Linked DNA regions of Mus musculus: region 1 is linked to region 2. Evidence: chromatin contacts called from public promoter capture Hi-C data. All regions are on one chromosome and are shown on one strand. Each heading gives the region's core, a stretch centred on a gene start, on an enhancer-like site or on the middle of the called end of the contact. The rest is flanking DNA. Distances are from core to core; before and after follow the strand shown. Region 1 holds the start of Ifi205 (interferon activated gene 205). Region 2 holds the start of Ifi203 (interferon activated gene 203).

What was found. Promoter capture Hi-C pulls out the DNA fragments that hold promoters and counts their contacts.
Region 1: a promoter capture Hi-C map of macrophages shows a contact between it and region 2, with 10 read pairs. The contact joins the promoter of Ifi205 here to the promoter of Ifi203 in region 2. A contact is called at or near these places in 2 of 39 promoter capture datasets (the C10 cell line and macrophages), 1 of 115 datasets of contacts at active chromatin or transcription factors (CD8 T cells) and 3 of 9 other capture datasets (adipose tissue, liver and pancreatic islet).

What each region holds. Positions count from the first base shown.
Region 1 is chr1:174,028,655-174,034,901 of GRCm38.p6, forward strand. Ifi205 (interferon activated gene 205) reads right to left here and starts at 3,101. Exons shown (of 7, transcript NM_172648.3): 1 at 2,970-3,101.
Region 2 is chr1:173,941,236-173,947,753 of GRCm38.p6, forward strand. It overlaps Ifi203 (interferon activated gene 203), which reads right to left and starts at 1,257. Exons shown (of 10, transcript NM_001302649.1): 1 at 1,220-1,257; 2 at 995-1,059.

The DNA of each region.
Region 1 (6,247 bases), core at 1,851-4,350, 89 kb after region 2:
TAGAAAAACCTTTAAAATGATCTGTGTTATTAATAATGATAGCTGAGTTGGGTCAAGTGTAGTTGTGATGAATAGTTGTCTGGAGATATGCCTCTGTGCAAGAACTTGGGAGTGTTGGCTTGTGGCTTCTCTTCTCTTCCTTTTAGGTACCTGAACCTTTCCCTTGTTAACTGTCTGTCAGATCCTGACTCCTTGTACCAAAGGTGTAGTGGATTATCTTACACAAACATACTCAAAAGAAGATTTGAGATTGGATGGGGGGAATGTGTTGAGGGAAGAAATTGGGGAGTTGGTGTAAGTTACAAAGTGATTTGATTTTTTACTTTAAACCTGGATTAAATGGTTAGGAATAAAGAAAAATTAAAAATTACTAAACATACATTCTTAAAAATGGTTCAGTTTTTCAAATCTTCAGAGTAAGTTGCATAAAATTATATAAATATTTAAATAAAAGCTATAGTGATATATAATGTTATATGCAGATCAATGTTTATTATTAAACAGAGAAGAAATAAATTCTAAAAAGAATTCAGAGAAACAGGAAATGTAACCCACTGTTGGAAGAAATATAATTTAGTGTGAACACATGATAGAAAATAATATAGAAATACTTTAAATACAAAAAGAACAACCAGTGTGTTCCACTCCTTTCAAAAACTAGTTATATAACCAATGGAGATGAAACAGCCATACACAGAAAACAATTACACTTGCATATTTGTTGCATTATTAATCACAATAGCTGAAACACAGAATAAAGCTAAATATCTTTTATTGGATGAGTTATAAAGAAAATGAGAACCCAGGTAGCATGGTACATGTATGAAAGTCCACTATTGGGGAAGTAGAGAGAGAAGGGTCAGGAACACACGCTCATTCTTGATTGTGAGACCCTATTACAAAAATGAAAACAAACAAAACAAAACAAACAAAACAGTTGCATGGAAAGTAGACATTAAGAGGTCAGGGAGAAGTATCTGCTGTGCAAGCCTTATAGCCTGAGATTAGATCCCCGGAACTTTTATAAAGAAACAACTTCTCAAATTTGTTCTGTGATTTCCACATACATACTGAGATTAGTATATAACTGCTCACTCCCCTACAAAACACACATCAAGTATTCATTAGCCATTCACAGCAATGAATTTCTGCCATTTGGAGTTTGAATGAGTTTGAACGAAACTGGAGATAAATATTTTCAGTAAAACATGGCAGATAAAGGGACACAAATACATCATGTTTCAGTTGTTTACAAAAATAAACTTTGCAGAATGAAATGGAAGAGTGGTCAATAGAGATGAGGAAGAGGCAGCGACAGGGGAAACATGAAGAAGTTTAATAAAGGACATCAAAACACACCATAAGTCTCATCCCATAATATGAAATTCTAACACATACAATTAGTGATTTTTGAAGATGTGGAAGTGCTTGTTACTTGGACTAGACTACTACCCATTATATATGCACATTGATTTTATAGTATGCCTTATAAAGGTCTATAAGGTAGAAAAATAATAACTCTTTTAAAATAAAAATATAAAAGTATATAGCATTTAGAAGGCAGGGATTGTTAAAAATCTCTAAATTTGAGGCCATCGTGGTCGACATAGTCAGTTCTAAGCCGAGCAATGTTACATAGTGTGAGACCTTGTCAAAAAAAAATAAAAATAAAACAGATCAAAACAAAACAAAAGCACAAAATGAGACAATTTTTAAAGTGGTTTAGAAAAAAAAGAATACCTTGGGATTGCTGACAAAATACTATTTAATGGATTTCAAAAATATTAGAAAAATTTGATGCTGAAAGAGTAATTTAAAGACACCAAAATCCTCCATTAATATAGCTAAGGACCATCCAAGAAATTATCATAAAACCTGGAGGCTCACTGCTTAGTAGTGAAAGATTTCAAACCAAGAAAAGTGAAACCATTTTAATTATATAATTACCAAATTATAACAGATTTTAGTTTTATAACTACATTACTCCCATGACAGTAAATAGTACTATGTAGTAAAATACAAAATTAATCATAGACATTTAACAGGGACATGGTAGTGGATGTTTATGATTCAAGGGCTGCAGAGGCAGAGGCAGAGGCAGAGGCAGAGGCAGAGAGTATAAGTTTGAGACTGGCCTCAGCTATGCACCACTTTCCAGGCAAACCAGGATTCAATAATGAAATTATTTTTCAAACAACAATAATAATAACAAGCAATAACATAAATTTAAACAAATACGACACTGAGTAATCATGACTATGGTTTCAAATTTATGCATATCTCAACTACTGAAAATTTAAGCAAAGCACGATAAAAAATTTGAAACATTTGAGAAAAAAATAGTAACAGTGAACAAGTTTAACTTTAGCCCACTAGAGTTCACCTCCAGAGTGGAATGAAGAACAGAGTATGGCAAATATTGTCTCTAACATCTCATACATAAGGGAGCTAGGAGGAGAGCTAAACATAAAAATGTCAAGACACTCTATTTAAATAACTTTATTCACAAAACTGGAACATTTTCTTCTATAGGATAATGAGTTTTCATGTTTTGTATAAATCTCAGTTTTGTATATTCACAAAACTAGATACTATATTCATGTTGAAGTGTGGTTTTCATTTAACATTATTTTAGTTATCATTTTTCTCATTTCTGTCTGGTCTTTTACACAGTCATTCACCACAAACACCTTGCTCCCATGCCTTCTCTAGTGAAGATAGTTGAAGACCAGTGTTAAACACTAACTCATGAAAAGTTATGGGAATAGGGATGGCATCTTTATTCTGTCATCTGCCATCTTCCTAGTGAAGCATCAGAAACCAGCTACAGCAGGTTCAAGGCTGTGAGTGCAGCTGGTACTAGCCCTGGCTACCGCCCCCCCCCCAACTCCAATACTGATTTTTTTCTATGTTCCTTTATATTCCACAGATAGATATGATCATATATTTAAGAAACAGACAGGACTCACCTCCCTGGAATTTCGGCAGCAATGTACAGGTGCTGAGATCTTCAACAACAGAAGTGGCCTGCTTGGTTTGAGTAGGTAGGCAGATAATTCAGTAACTGAGAAAGTGAAAAATGGGGTATAAATGAAGACACCAGTGGTTAGGACACTCTCAGAGTTGTTTCACTTCTTGAGCAGCACTGGGTGTCTCTCACTGTGCTGTCTCCCTCGGGTGAGGAGTGCTGAAATAGCCAGGCCTCCTCCCAGTTTTGTTCATAGCTTTCAATTTCCCTGGCCTGGGAAACCTCTTAGCTTCCCTTAAACACTGTGGTCACTATGGGAAAAAAAAATCACAGCTTAGTCAGGCTCACATTCTTTTCTGTTGAATCTCACTAAATAAGAAAGTCCTAACCTTTTGACTTTTGTAGCAGTCATATATACACTGGCCACCAGACACAAAACTCACATACATGGTGTACCCAGATCAAGGTGTTAAAACTCCCTGACCAAGGTTCTTCTGCTCTACTTAGATAGGAGTCATGGACCGCTGAGTCGGAGTTTTTATTGCAATAAAGTACTCAAGGCCTAGGAAATAGTCTAACACATCCAGGATTTACAAGCACCAAACCCTTCAGAAGTTAGAGAGGTTTTGGATTGGAGATTTATGGTTCTGGGATTTAACCACAACTGCCAGCTCAGAATTTGGGAGTTTATAATCAACTTCTGGAAGCAGCAGGTGAAAGATAGTAACAAACAGGAAGTGCCTTTGTGATTCTGGGACCTTGAGAGTGGCTGGTGTCATATCTCATTGACTGAGGTGCTAGAATTCTTGGCCCTTAAGGACTGGTAGCTGTTCGGTATGCACCTGGAAGTCAGTCAACAGTATCTCAGGCTTCAGCTCTTCATAGCCCTGCTTGTCTTTATCCCTGACACCTCTATGCCACTTCCACCACTCTATTTTCTCTCTCTCTTTTTTAAATTATTCTTTTATTTTACACTTCAGATTTTATTCCCCTCCTGGTCTACCCTCTTATTATTTTACATCCCATACCTCCTCACTGCTCCCCTGACTCCATGAGGATGTCCCCTCCAACCCCAACCCCACCAGATCTCTAAACTCCCTGGGTACTCCAGTCACTTGTGGGTTAGGTACATCATCTCTGACTGAAACCAGTCCTGGCAGTCCCCTGCTGTATGTGTGTTGGGGGCCTCCTATCAGCTGGTGTATGCTGCCTGGCTGGTGGTCCAGTGTCTGAGAGATCTCGGGGGGGTTAGGTTAATTGAAACTGCTGGTCCTCCTACAGGGTCACCCTCCTCCTCATCTTCTTCCAGCTTTTCCCTAATTCAACCTCAGGGGTCAGCAGATTCTGTTCATTGGCTGCCTACCAATATCTGCATCTGACTAGCTGCTTGTTGAGTCTTTCAGAGGGCAGTCATGATAAGTCCCTTTTTGTGAGCGCTCCATAGCCTCAGTAATAGTGTCAGGCCTTGGACCTCCCCTTGAGCTGGATCCCACTTTGGGCCTGTATCTAGATCTTCTTTTCCTCGGGCTCGTCTCCATTTCCATCTCTGCAGTTTTTCCAGACAGAAAAAATTATGGGTCAGAGTTTTGACTGTGGAATGGCACTCTATTCTCTTCTGATCATTGTTTTCTTACCTTTCTTATGGTTACCAGTTTAGTTCTCTCTACCAGGTAGAAACAAAAGGCAAGAAAAGGCTAGTTGAGTGAAACTTTTAATGGAGCCTAATATTATAATAACATGGCTTAAACTAGGATAAGTTTTCCACTTACTCAAAAGTGAGTGGATGTCCTGTTTGCAGCCAAGAAAATTTGTACCAATCAGGGTAAATCTGCAAGCAACTGAAAGACTGTCTTTCCACCAACCAAGGCACAGTACCTTAAAGCCAACAAGAAACTGTACTTCTTCCAATGACAGGAGTTTACCCATACAAACGAATGGCTGTGTTTGCTGGGAGAATGGAGCCTTTTGCTTGGGCCTGAGGAGAGATGCTTTCTTCACATCAAGTTCCAAATAATTGTCATTGTAGAAAGGCAAACATGTAGATGGAGGCCAACAAAAAATGTCAGGCATTACATCGACTTGGAGGAAGGAGAAGAACAGGTCATATCCAGGGCAATGGGCTCCATAGGATGCTAATGTTACACATTTGCCCCAATCCACAAAATGTACAACATGAAGAGAAAAAAATCTCATGCAAATTATAGATTTGGCTGATGGAGACATATCAATGTGTTCATATAGAGAATGCCTCACTGTGTTGGGAAATGCTGATAGTGAGGGAGGTGGTACATGAGTTGGAGCAAAGTATATATGGAGACTGTAATGTAGACACCATTCATTCATTTTAAATCCCCCCTCTGTGTGTGTGTGTGTGTATGTGTGTGTGTGTGTGTGTGTGTGTGTGTGTGTGTGTGTGTGTGTGTTTACATGCGTGTGTTTATATGCATGCCCTAGTGATCATATGGAGATCAGTGGACAACTCTCCGGCTACTTCACTGAGTCAGCATAATTAATAGAGGTAATTGGGTCTGTGAGTAAATGGTTTTATTCAGAGTCATCTCTCTGGCCCTCACACCCTTTTCTATAAACCCCAAATTTCCACAAATGATAAAGACAAATAATCCAAAAATAACGTCATAGAATTTAAAGGTAACTGGGTATTTTTTGCAGTAAAACATATCAAGTATCTTCTTTATGATGCCAAGATCTTGTGTGACTGCCCATGTGTTAAGTATTTCAGGTCTGTGAGGAAGGCCACAGTAGAGAAGACAGAACCTTAATAGTAATTGAACTTATTTTCCATGCCAAGCTTTAAACTTTTCTGGGCTGTGATCCTTCCCTACACATCATCAAGACAGTACTGCATTTGCTGAACTGTCAGAGCTGAGCTTTCCTTCCAGGAAGCGAAGGATATTAGCTCATCCTGGCCCGTTAGCCCTTGCCAAACTGCAGTTCATGTACCTGAAGAGAATCAGACCTTCAAAGAGAGATGAGTCTAAATCATGTCATGAGTATTGCCAAAATCTCAGAGATCTGATCTCTGTCAGAGATTAATGAGTTCTAAAACACACCACATGTTTACAAAACCGAAGACCTCTAGGATTTTAGTCGTTTACTGAACTCATCTCTAAGCCAGTAGTTCTAAGATTTAGAGATCATCTCGTGTGTTTGGAATTAGGATCATTGGTGCAACATTATGAACTAACCAGTACCCCGGAGCTCTTGACTCTAGCTGCATATGTATCAAAAGATGGCCTAGTTGGCCATCACTGGAAAGAG
Region 2 (6,518 bases), core at 7-2,506:
GCACACAAATCTGTAAATTTTTTAAAAAGATAAAAAGGAGAACCCACAGGTTTACAGTTAATATGACAGTGTAGTCATTACTAAGTTAGTAGGGTAAAAAGATCTGGAAAAATTTGGAAAGTTTGAGCAGGATAACTGAGAAACTTAGCAAGATAGGTCTAATCCAGGTACAAATCTCAAATTGACATTTAAATTACAAAGTTTGAGTACACACGGAGTCCTATGCCAGAGGATACAGAAAGCCTTTAAAATATCCTAAAAGTAGACAAAATAGACAACAGAAATGATTGTATTTAACTGACCTTCATAGTCCCTATATTTTATGACAACAAAATAAAAACAAAAATAAATAAAATTTAGCCTATCACAAAGAATAACTTTCATGATGACAAAAAGTTTCTCTCAGTGACTAAATACTATTCTTACTCCCTTTTTTGAAGGGGAGAGAAAGAAAGAGTTACATATGCATATTGAAACAGGAAGTATTTGAATAACTGTATTTGTGATTCTTAGGAAAGTTTTACTGCACATGTCCACTAGTTCTCATGCTGTCTAATATTAAAATAAGACCAGATGATGAAGCTCATTGTTCAAATGCATGTTTTCACTGAATATTATATCACAGTAAATTTTTATATCACTAACCTGTCTTTTACTCAGTCCAGCCACCAGATTCCCGTGCACCGCCCAGCCCAGGCTACTGAAGCCTTCTTGTTTTCCATTTATTGACTTTATACTTAGGAAGCTAATTTTATAACCTGCACTAATCAAAGCTCATGTTTTCTTACCACAAGCTCGAGGGATGGAGAAAGAAAGATGCTGTCATCTTCCTGAATGTGGTATCAGAACCTGTTGCAGCAGGTTCACTGCCCTGCTGGCAGCTGAACAATCTGTGCTCTCCCCACCAGCCACTGGGAAGAACCACACTGATCCCCTATGTTCTTGTGGGTTTCATGGAGCTATCTCTTCTATATATAAAAGGGGAGAGACTTACCTCAGTGAAATTTCTCAGCAATGTTCAGATGATAAATCTTCAGCAAGTCAGGAAATGGGGTTTCTCTGTTTTGAGTAGAAAGAGAAATGACTCAAAAAAGTACACCAGAATGCATTGCAATCTCATTAAATGCTGAGAAAATGTAGTATTTACAAAATAACAGGGAGGGGGGCAAGAGAACTGGTTAAAGTAAGTTCCTAGCTTGAGCAGGGCTGGATGTCTTACAGTGTGCTGTCTTCCTGGGGAGACTTAAGATGAAATTGGGCTCCTCCCAGCACTGTTCATAGCTTTCGATTTCCCCAGCTCTTAAAATAGAGCACTTTATTTCCTGTTATTAATGTAATTTCTAGAAAGAAGCATACACACACACACACACAGGAGAGAGAGAAATTGCAACACTGCATGTTTTATGTCTAGTAGACTTACAAGTGGGTCACTAGGAATCACTCTCATCTGAAAGAAGATGAATCACAAGGAGATACAAGCGAGTCACTCAGCCACCTCACCCTTCTTTGTTTGTTCAATATGAAAGTGGTCAGAGGGGAGCTCCTCAGAGTCTGTTGTTCCTTGGAATTGATGAAGCCTGCTACCTTAGCTGTAATACTTTTGTTTCATGCCTGCCAGCTTGTTTGACACAAAAGCAGCTTGACTGTAGGCACAGCCAGTAATGGGGAATGCCAGGGCCAGGAAGCCAGTGTGGGTTGGTTGATGAGCAGATGGAGGGAGGAGGGGATAGGGAGTCTTCAGTGGGGAAACCAGGAAAGGGGATAACATCCTAAATGTAAATAAAGAAAACATCTAATAAAAAGAAAAAGAAAAAAGAAGATAAAAACATTTTAAAATTAAAAGAAAAAGTTTGACTGAAAGAAAGGTCAAGTTGACCATATTCTGAGGCTTAAATAGTCGTCATCATCATCAGAAATTACCAATCCATAGCCTTCACTCAGAGCAAAGAAAGATAGAGGACAGCTTGAAAAAAAAAAGACTTGGAAAAAGGTTGACCACCCTACAGCCCTCCCCTCACCCGCTTATGAGCTCATTATGATTTTCTGCCTATATAAACTGACCCTGGAAAATAGCTCTTGTATCTGAGCTGAGCCCCTGTTCAATCAGTCTTAGGGTGTGTGTTCAATAAACCAGCCCTGTTTAACTGAGATCCGTTTCTGGGTGCTTTGTGCTGTGATCTGCAGACCACAACAGTACTTGCTTGAACATTTCCTGAATAGGGAAATATCTGTGATGGATCACTTTTGGTTTAAGCACTTTCCAAAGCATCCATTCATTCATTAGTGGTTCCTAGGCCATATTTTCCCAGAGCATAGTGTTATGAGAAACATACAACTGCAACCTCAGCTTAAAAAAAAAAAAGTAATTGGGCAGTAACTGCCCTCTGTACTATAGCTTCACTGTCCTCTATAAGTGATTAAGAAAATGACCCCTGAGAGATTTTTAATGGGAAAAGACAGCAGATTGTGGGCTATGTAGTGCCAGCAGATGAAGCCTTGGAAACTCAAGGAAAAAAGCTGAACATCTGGTAGCTTCAGAGCTTAAAGCAGTGTTTGACTGACTGTTTCTTCCTTTGTAGGATAGTGGATGGTGTCTGTACTACTGTTATAGTGAGACATGGGGGAAAAGGACACCAACTACTACTGGATGCTTTATAGGAAGCTTTAAAGTCAATATAAAAACAGTGCGATTCCAGGGATACCATCACTCATCTGGCAGGGTCCACAGATTTACTTGGGTAGAAAATCATCGAGGTTTGCTTTCCAAGTGCTGGTGTTTGGCAGCTCTTGGAAACCCATGAAATTGGAAAGCCTCTTGTCTTCTTTTAACTTCTTCAAGTTCTTTTATTGTTTTAAAGTTTTCATTGTGCAAATCTTTTCCTTCTTTGGTTACTTTCATTCCAAAATATTGTATGTTTTTAGGATTTTAAAAATAGGATTGTTTACTTATTTTTATTCTTGACATGTTTGTCATTTTTTATTAGGTATTTTCTTCATTTACATTTCCAATGCTATTCCAAAAGTCCCCCATACCCTCCCCCACCCACTCTTTTACCCACCTACTCCCACTTCTTGGCCCTGCCATTCCCCTGTACTGAGGCATATAAAGTTAAATTGGATTTTTATTTATTTACATTTCAAATGTTATCCCCTTTTCCGGTTTCCCCTTGAGAAACTCCCTATCTATCCCTAACTTGACTCTCTCTGCTTCTATGAGGGTGCTCTCACCCACACACTCCTGCCTCCTCGCCCTGGCATTCCCCTACACTGGGGCATCAACCCTTCACAGGACCAAGAGCCTCTCTTCCCATTGATGCCCAACAAAGGCCATCCTCTGCTACATATGCAGCTGGAGCCATGGGTCCCCCCATGTGTACTTTTTTGGTTGGTGGTTTAGTCCCTGGTAGCCAGAGGGGATCTGGTTGGTTGATATTGTTGTTGTTCCCATGGGGTTGGAAAATACTTCACCTCTTTCAGAACTTCCTTCATTGGGGTGCCTGTGCTCAGTCCAATGGTTGGCTGTGAGAATCCATCTCTGTATTTGTCAGCTCTGGCAGAGCCTCTCAGGAGACAGCTATACCAGCCTCCTGTCAGCAAGCACTTTGGCATCCACAATAGTGTTTGGGTTTGGTGTCTTACATGGGATGGATCCCCAGGTAGGGCAGTCTCTTGATGGCCTTTCCTGTCCCCCATTGCTAAACACCGCTGTTCAAATTCCTTTTCCTTTGTATATCATCCCTCTCTCCTCCCATACCTGATCCTGTCCCCCTTCCCCTCTCCTCTTCCTCTTGTCCTCTCAAGTCCCTTCCACACTCTTATCCCATGAGTACTTTGCTCCTCCTCCTAAAAAGTACTGAGGCATCCACACTTTGGTCCTCCTTCTTCTTGAGCTTCATATGATCTGTGAATTGTATCTTGGGTATCCTGAGCTTCTGGGCTAATATCCATTTATCAGTGACTGCAGACCATGTGTGTTCTTTTGTGACTGGGTTATCTCACTCAGGATATTTTCTAGTTCCATCCATTTGCTAAGAATTTCATGAAGTCGTTGTTTTTAATAGATGAGTAGTACTCCATTATGTAAATGGAGCACACTTTCTGTATCCATTTTTCTGAGGGCATCTGAGTTGTTTCCAGCTTCTGGCTATTATAAATAAGGCTGATATGAACAGAGTAGAGGATGTGTCTTTGTTATATGTTGCAACATCTTTGAGTATATGCCCAGGAGTGGTATGGCTGTGTCCTCAGGTAGTACTACATCCAATTTTCTGAGGAACTGCCAGACTGATTTTCACAATGGTTGTACCAGCTTTCAATCCCACCAACAACAGAGGAGTGTTCCTCTTTCTCCACATCCTTGCCAGCATCTGCTGTCACCTGAGTTTTTCGATCTTAGCCATTCTTACTGGTGTGAGGTGTAATCACAGGGTTGTTTTGATTTGCATTTCCCTGATGACTAAGGATGTTGAACATTTCTTTAGGTGCTTCTTGGCTATTCGATATTCCTTAGTTGAGAATTCTTTGTTAGCTTTGTACTCCATTTTTGATAGGATTATTTGATCCTCTGGAGCCTAACTTCTTGAGTTCTTTTTATATATTGAATATTAGCCCTCTATTGGATGTAGGATTGGTAAAGATCTTTTTCCAACCTGTTAGTTGCCATTTTGTCCTATTGACACTGTCCTTTGCCTAATGAGACATTCATGTAGTTTTTGTCTTTCATTATGTTTGAATGTGGATCACTTTTATAAATTTATATATGTTGAATCTCTTCTCTAGGTAGAGTCAAATATCTCTGAATTGTGCTTCTGTCAAAGAAATTACGGGCATATACATATATATATATATGTATACCTCCTGAATCAGAGTCTGTGGCACGCAACCTTCTTGACCATGGTGCATGATCTTTTTTATGTATTCTTAGATTTCGTTTGCTAGTATTTTATTGAGATTTTTTTTTGTAGGTCTAGTCGTGACAGAATTTGGAAAGTAATTCTATTTCTTTGCTGGGTCTTTATGTGGTTTAAATATTAGAGTAACTGTGGTCTCTTAAAATGAACTGGGCTATATTGATTCTGTTTCTATTTTCTGAAATAATCTGAAGAGTGTTAATTTTTCTTTGAAAAACCTAATAGAATTTTGTATTAAAGCCACCCGGGCTTGGGCTTTGTTGTTTTGAGGAGACTTAATTACTGCCTCTCTAATACTAAGGGAATATATCTGTTTAAATTGCTTTTCTGATCTTGATTTAACTTTGGTAGGTGGTATATATCAAGAAAAATATTCATTCCTTTTAGATTTTTCTAATTTGGTGGAGTACAGATTTTAAAGTATGTCCTTTTAAGTCTCTGGATTTCATCACTGTCTGTTGTTCTGTCCCCCTTTGCCTCTAATTTTGTTAGTTTGTATCCTCTCTCACAGCCTTTGGAAAGTTTGGTTAAGGACTTAACAATCATTGATTTTTCTCAAAGAACCAACTCCTTTTTTAAAAAGCATATATTTATGGAACTTTTATTATTATATATTATTTCTGATTCACAACATATATTTTTTTGACAGAAACCAACAGCAGAATATCATATTTGTGTCAAGAAGAACGAACTTGGTGTCCAATTTTATATTTTATTAATTTTTGTTTTTAATTTATTTTAATATTAAGGAATAGTAGGAAATTTACCTAGTTTATATGGTAGTTGTTAAAAATAAAATTACAAATGTTTTCAATGTCCTAACTAAATACTAAGTTATTAGTAAGACAAATATACTTACTAATGTGTTGATCCAAATTACTTAATAACCATTAATAGGAGGTATTACTTATTAAGTTATTTAATTGCCTTACAGCCTGATTCTTTCTTCCCATCCATCCTCTCTTCCTAGTCTCTCCCTTACCACTTCTCTACCTCTAGTTCTTCTACTTCTCCTTTTTTTTCTCTCGTGGGTGTCAACCATCCTTGGCTTATCAAATTGTAGTGAACAGCCATCTCCAGTAACCAGAGAAGACTTCCAATGGAAGTCCACAAATCCAGCTACAATACCTTCAAACCACAATTTTTCTTGTCTACAAGATGTGTAGGGGTAAAAATGAAAGAGAGATTAAGGGAAGGGCCAACCAATGACTGGCCCAACTTGAGACCCATCCCATGTTAGAAAGTCATTCCTGATGAATGGATTTATCTCCAAAGGTTATCTTGCCCTTTCATGAAATACCCTTTCATCCATCTTTATTACTGCTCTATTTACAATATCCAGGAATGGAATATTCAAGGTGTCTATCAAATGATGAATGGATAATTGAATATAGTACATTTACAAATAGAGTATTATTCAGTTGTTAAGAAAATAATAAATGATGAAATTTGTATAGAAATGGATTAATCTGGAAACAATCATTATAAGTGAGATAACCCAGACTCAGAAAGACTAGAATTATATGTTTCTTCTTATTGTTAGATATCAGCTTTGAATCTTCAGATTATTGTGTTTTATTTCAAATAATCATAAAGGTCAGGGAATTC